Linked DNA regions of Mus musculus: region 1 is linked to region 2. Evidence: chromatin contacts called from public HiChIP or PLAC-seq data. All regions are on one chromosome and are shown on one strand. Each heading gives the region's core, a stretch centred on a gene start, on an enhancer-like site or on the middle of the called end of the contact. The rest is flanking DNA. Distances are from core to core; before and after follow the strand shown. Region 1 overlaps Cdh23 (cadherin 23 (otocadherin)). Region 2 overlaps Psap (prosaposin).

Region 1 (3,164 bases), core at 394-2,893, 180 kb before region 2:
AAGATGGCAGCATTAGGGGACAATCAGGTATATTCAAGGGTATTGTCCTGAGAGACACTGGCTACCAGATGATACAGTCTGTGTGACTCTGTGACATCCCCAAAAAACACAGGAGCTCTGTGGCTGACAGCAGGGGTTGCAAAGACTTAGAACAAGGCGGGGATCTTTATTTTTTGGGGGGTAGGGATAGGAGAATTGTTTGGGGCCCTAGCTTAGTGGAGGGGAGACAGGAACCTATACATGCATTGTTATTTATAGAACAAAAACTGTTATACCACATGCTAACTTATGAAGTATTGCAGATATCCCCATCCCCCCAAAAATCACGAGGTGAGAGGAGTCACCATCAAGTGTATCTTTAGGGCTCGTAGACTAAATGACACCACCCCCTTCCTCAATGTTTTCAATCAGCAATCCTGTAGTATGCATATGATAGACAGGCATCTCTGGTTCAAGCTTGATGGGCAACCCATAGCCAGGTGGGGAAACTGAGTCAGACAAACCAGAACAAAAAAGGGACAGAGGTCGCAGGACTGAACCACACGGAACACCAGGATACGTGCTGCACTGGGTCCCAAGGGCACAGACTCTGTGCTCAGAAATCAGAGGAGGAGGAGGGGGGGGGAAGAAAGAAGGAGGGAGAGAGGGAAGGTGAAAGAGGGGAGGGAGGGAAGGAAAGAGGGAGAGAGGGAAGGAGGGAGAGAAGAGGGAGGGAGGTGTGAGGAAGGGAAGGAGGGAAGAGGAAGGAAGATAGGAGGGAGGGAAGGAAGGATGCCTTAAGACAACAGACTGAAGGTCAGGTGTAGCTAGCCTACGAGAGATTCCCACAATGCACTTGACCATGGGCTACAAACTGGGAACTGTTCATTTAAACACACCTCCATTGGCCTCTGTGTGAGTACTTTATGACTCCCAGAAGAGCTGGGCCAGGCAGAGGGAGGTGCGTTCGTACAGGTGAGGAGCACCTGCCACCTCCCACAGCACTACACCCATCTGGGATGAAAATGACGGCTCTCTAGTGTTCTTCCCTCAAAGTGCCAGCTGCCAGTCGGATTGAATTAGATTTCACAGGCTTGTGCTGGGGTTTTTTTTTTTTTTTCTCCCAATACGTGGAATTCACCAGCAAATTACTCTTAAAGAGGGAAAATCAATCATTTGGAGCGGAGATAAGCTGAAGGCGAGGCAGCCTGGGATTGATCCCATCTGTGCAGGCGTGTGTGGAATTCGATGGGTAACCTGGGGCACCAAGGAGAAGAGAGGAGAGATGAAAGGAGAGAGAGGCTCTTAGCCTGTCTGGGCCAGAGTAACCAGGGGGCTCACATGTCTCCTTGTGAAGACAGGGCAGTCTAAGACCAATGAGCTGGAGGATTTGGTTGCATGGCAAGAGACACTTCGTGGTTTTTAGATGGTCATCTTCTCCCTGTATCCACACATAGCAGAAAGGGTAAAGTTGGACCTGGGGTTCCTTTCATATGTGCCATCAGGAGCTGGCATCCTGATCAGGAAGATTCCACCCACCCACCCAAACCACCTCCCAAAAGCCTGCCCTCCTTTGAGATTAGGGTTTTGATATGGGCATGGGCGTGGAGTGGGGAGTGACCCTGAGTGTCTATGGTTTCAGACAGGAAGTGAAGGGACAGGAAGGGGAACAGAGAGTGGGAGAGGACACGAGAGAGACAGAGGGTGGGAGGAAACGCTTCAGTCAGAGGACATCAAGTAATTCATGTTTGTGGGTGCATAGGAGAAACCCCCAAAGCAAAAGTACCATTTTACAGACTGGGAAACTGAGGCACGGGAAAAGATCTTCCCCTACCACACAGCGATGGGTGGTAGCTCCAGAAAATACATACTCTCAGCTTTAGGTTTGTCTGCTTGGAGGCCCAAACCTGAGAAGGCAGGACTTGGGGTGAGAGGAGACCCAGAAAGAGGGCAGTAGCCTTGGCTCTGTGGGGAGAAAGGGGACCCTCTGAACTGTTGGGGGCCAGACAGACCTAGAACTCAGGAAAGGGCAGTGAGACCCAACTGCTGACCATGGGAGACATTTGTCCCCATGGTCCCCAAGGGGAGCTGGAGACAGAGTCGGCGAGCTCCCCTGGGTTCTGGTGCTTTCTGTACTTGGTCATCCAGACGAGCCTTGGGGGTGCAGAGGGTGTTTGGCCCAGGGCAGCAGGGACAGAAGTCTAGGGTGGGAGGGAGAAGCGGCTGACTCTAAGGGAGAGGGGGAGGGGGTCTCCTCCCTGCCAAGGCCACTTCACCAAGTCTGATTGGGATTAATTAAGCGGAAGATGGGACAAAGGAGTGATAAAGAACACAGCTTGTCAGCTTTGATTTTCTGCCACTCAATAGCATGGATGAGCTCAACAAACAGCAAGAGGACGGAGCCCGGCAGTCCATGCTGAGGGTGGGAGTGGATGGATGGTCCCTGCATCCTACACATCCATTGTGGGTCCCCCTCTGCCTGCCCCTCTCTGCCCTGGCCAAGGTCTCAACTCTGCCCACCTCCCGAGTCCCTCCCCTCTCACCCCATGCCTCCTAGAACTCTGAAAATGGCTTTCCTAGATGAGCGTCTGTCCAGGCAGCTACCAGGATGTCACAGTTTGTCCTCAGTAGTCTGCTGGGTGGACAGCACTTCTCCCCCCACCAACCCCATTTTGCAGACAAGGAAAGCAGGTCTAATGGGGGAAAAATCATTTGCGTGAAACTGCAGATCTAACGAGGGAGATGCCTCGGGTCTGACTGCTCAGCGCATCTAAATTTCGTCTGTGGTGTATGCATGCGCAAAGGCATATATGTGGAAGTCAGAGGTTTCCCTTGGGGGCTTTCTTTCCACCTTATTGTTTGAGACAGACTCGCTCATTACTTGTAGCTCATGAATTCTGACTGACCAGCAAACCCCAGAAATCTTTCTGCCCCTTCCCCTGCCTCTAGTACTGCCATTACAGGAGCACTCTGCACCTGCTGTTTCTATAGGTGCTGGGAATCGAACCCAGGACCTCAGGCTTGCAAAGCAAGTACTTTATTCCTTCAGCCATCTCCCTAGCCCTAATGTTAACAAACATCACTAAACTTCAGTGTTCCCCACTAGGTGTGTGGTCACAGACTCTCCTGTGGTAGATCTGAGTTCTAGACAGCATTTCTAAAGGGCATGGCACTGACTCTGGGGA
Region 2 (3,517 bases), core at 847-3,346:
CTCTTGCTAAAATTGGGCTCCCAGAACCCAATCTCCACTAAGTCACACTCAGTCCATCCCACCAGTGGGTCCTAGAATGCCGTCATTCTCTGCTTGGTCTCGGAGGTACACAGAAGAACCTCCACCTCTCAGAGCCCCACAGTAGCATGTTCATTCATCACCATCATGGTGAAGGCAGCAGCCATTGCCCAGTGTGGCTACAGCAGAGTCTCAGGGGTCAGTCAGTGGCCAGCCTGGGGGGGGGGGGGGACGACAGGGAAGGCGAGCAGACGGAATCTGGACTTCCTGAGATGAGTGGTGAATGCTGGGTATGCCTGTGCCTGCACCACGACCCTCACCCGGGACAGGGGGTAGACCCTGAGGGCCCACAGGTGAGTGGGTCACCAAGAGACAAGGTGCCTGTGGGACAGGAAAGGTAAGCAGAGTACAACCAGGGGCAGGGGCAGGGGCAGGGGCAAGGACCAAGTGCTCTGCATAGACACTGGGAGCGGGCACTCACCGCTGTGGGCTTGCTCCAGACCATCTGCTGGCAGTGCTTCACGGCCCCACAGTCCACCGCCGTCTTCACATCTCTGCACAGCACTGCTGAGCCCCCAGAGCATGTCTTCGGGTCTTGGACAGGGCTGGTCAGAGCTAAAGGAAAACCGCCCAATACATAAGTACGCAGAGTTAAGGACTAGCTCTGCCTGCTGGCTGAGAGATCACTGGGTCTCCCTAGCCCAAGAAATACAGACTGTATCGCAGAATGGCTGGCCAGGGAGAGCCTGCCCTAAGTCATAGGACTGACAGGAGGCACGTGTCCTGTCTAGTGTCAGGTTCTGAGTCCTCAAAATCTGACTGGAGTAATCCGTAGCACTCAGGAGGCTGAAGCAGGGGATGGTGAGTTTGAGGCCAGCCTGGGCTACACAGAGGATTTTTATCAGACGCAGAAGATGGGCTAGCATGAGGACCAAACTCTGGCAGGTATCAGGATGCTGCCCCCAACCTCTGATGAAAACAAGAGGCACGTGGCTTCAATCAACCATGAAAACCCCGTGGCCACACTGCTTCACCTTGGACACCCAGGAAGTCCATGTTTGCATCCCACAAACATGTACCCCACACAGACATCCATGAGCAGGCTCTTCCTAAAGACTAAGGGAATGAACTAAGGAGCTGGGCACACGGTCCTGCATCTTCTGCCCGTACTCCAGCCTTGCCGGCCACCACACAAACACGCACAGGCGCGCACACGCACCCCAACTCACAAAAGCAGCATGTTCTCAAGCCCAACTTCCCAGAGGCCAGCCCAGCCCAGCCCAGCCCAGCCCAGCCCAGCCCAGCCCAGCCCAGCCCAGCCCAGCCCAGCCCAGGCTGAGTAATGGGGGTGGGGGTCACTTGGCAAAGGTTCCTAAGAGCTAAGCTATACATACTACCCGAGGCCTAACCTGGGTTCCAGGCCAGCCTGAGCTACAGAACCATGTTCCAAAACAAAAACCATACTGCCTGGTGCTACCCCCAGTGAGGAAAAATATGGTGCCTAGTAGCAGGCACATGAGGAACCAGAGGCCAGCAGGCTCGAACCCCAGCAGACCAGGAAGCAGGCTAACTAACACTGACTGCTAACACTGCCCACTTCCATCTTTACTGGGGACTTGCTATAATGACCAAAGTCATCAGGTTTCTGGGAGCATAGCCTGCAATCACAAGCCTGAGCCACAGCAGACCCTGTGTTTGTTTTGCCTTCCAGGAACTTGACACGGAAACCACATTCAGTCAGCCTGCTTTAGCCTGGTGACAGAGGTCTGAAAGTAACCCTGACCCAGATCCAGGTAACAAACTTAGCATCTTATTCAGTGCCCAGCACACTACCCAGTGAGCTGTCCCTAAGACAGAGGTGCACCACCCTACGGGCACCATCCCAGCAGTGGCTAGGGATCTGAGGGCACAGAACAGAGACTCATACCTGCACTTTAACCACAAGAGCTAAGGCAGTGAAAAGGAAAGACACCGGCAGGGCAGCCCACTGGAAAGAGAAGTGGGAGCACTGAGCTGTGGCGGCACACTTAGAAACCATACTTTAGGGAGGCAGAGGAAGGAGAATGGTCTGAGTTGTGAGCCTCTTATCTCAAAAGGAAAACAATGTGGGGGAGGGGTTGGCTCAGTGGGTGAACCCCAGGACCCACATGATAGGAGGGCAGGGAAAACATCATAGAGGCACACATGGCGGTTTTCAAACAGGCGAGGGAGCAGAGCTGTCCTGCCTATGGCAGGGGAGTGGAGCTGTTCTGGATGGTTCCAGACCCCAGGTCACTGTGCAACTAACTAAAATCAGAGGGCCAGCCTTAACCCAACAAGGGACACACCAAGGAAAGAGTTGGGTTGTCTTGTTAGGCACGGACGTCCAACCCCAGGGTATTTATCAATAAATAGATAATTACCCAGGGCTGGAGAGATGGCTGATACCACACACTGTTCTTGCAGCAGACCTGAATACCTGTAACTCACTTCAGGAAGATCTAACTCTTCTGACCTCCACGGGCACCCATAGTCATGTACACATACATAATCAAAATTAAAAATCTTTTTCAAAAAATGAACCCAAACCACTTTTTGACCAGTTATGTTCTGACCTCCAAGCCTGCAACATTCAGTCCTTAAAACCAATTTCCTTCTCCGGCAGTTGGCCAGCTACCTCTAAGAATGTTCTTAGACTGTTTGCCCGAGCTCCTAGCAGGGTCTGATTCAACCTGCTGTTACCTATGTCCTTGTAGATATGAAGAGCACTCAGCACACACATACAAGTTAAACTCTACATTTCAAGGGCCTGGCCCAGGAATCAAAGCCCGTGGGGGTGGGGACCGTTGTCTTTCCTTCCCCTTTCAGTCTTCTGAGACAAGATCTCTATATACAGCAAGGGCTCACTTCAAACTCAAAGTCCTCCTGCTGCAGCCTCTCTTAGAGCTGCGATGAAGAGATATGCCACCAAAGGCCTCAGTAAGCTCAAGGCCAGCTTGATTGATACACAGGCATACACACGCATACACTCGCATGCATACACACGCATACACACACACACACACACACACACACACACACACACACAGAGTTCCAGGCCAACCAGAATTACCAAGTGAAACTCTGTCTAAATAACAATGGTAACATTGCAATCCCAGCACTGAAGTCTGGGGAAGGACTACTGGGGCTAGCCTGGGGCAGTTAAGTACAAAGCCAGCCTAGTACTCATAGAAAACCCTGTCTCAAAAGCACAAAACCAAGGTTGGGCATGGTGATACAACCTTAATCCCAGCACTGAGAGGCAATGGCAGGGCCATAGTGAGATGAGACCCTGTCTCAAACGAAACAGAAGGCATCTACAAAGGTTGATACAGCTCAGCGGCAAACATGCCTAGCACATGTGGGAACCAGGTTCAATCCTCAGTCCTGGCAAATAATGTAATAACAAAATAACCCAAAATAAAACTAGGTATCACCAGAATTATATGGTATTAAGGATAGCTGTCAGGAGCCGGGTTCC

Evidence for each region. HiChIP or PLAC-seq counts read pairs in DNA pulled down with a chosen protein or histone mark.
Region 1: a contact with region 2 is called in an H3K27ac HiChIP or PLAC-seq map of microglia, with 5 times the contacts expected there. The contact joins two enhancer-like sites. A contact is called at or near these places in 1 of 115 datasets of contacts at active chromatin or transcription factors (microglia) and 3 of 9 other capture datasets (adipose tissue, liver and pancreatic islet).

Annotation. Positions count from the first base shown.
Region 1 is chr10:60,473,225-60,476,388 of GRCm38.p6, reverse strand. The region is part of intron 12 of Cdh23 (cadherin 23 (otocadherin)); the gene reads left to right. Among named protein-coding and RNA genes, the nearest start is that of Gm17455, 75 kb to the right of the region's middle. Within about 2 kb of position 1,643, at least 6 of the 459 cell types and tissues checked have an H3K27ac peak or open chromatin away from gene starts, as enhancers often do. A contact at or near this core is called in microglia, where this site is marked.
Region 2 is chr10:60,288,755-60,292,271 of GRCm38.p6, reverse strand. Psap (prosaposin) reads right to left here. Exons shown (of 15, transcript NM_011179.3): 2 at 500-633. Among named protein-coding and RNA genes, the nearest start is that of Psap, 13 kb to the right of the region's middle. Within about 2 kb of position 2,096, at least 89 of the 459 cell types and tissues checked have an H3K27ac peak or open chromatin away from gene starts, as enhancers often do. A contact at or near this core is called in microglia, where this site is marked.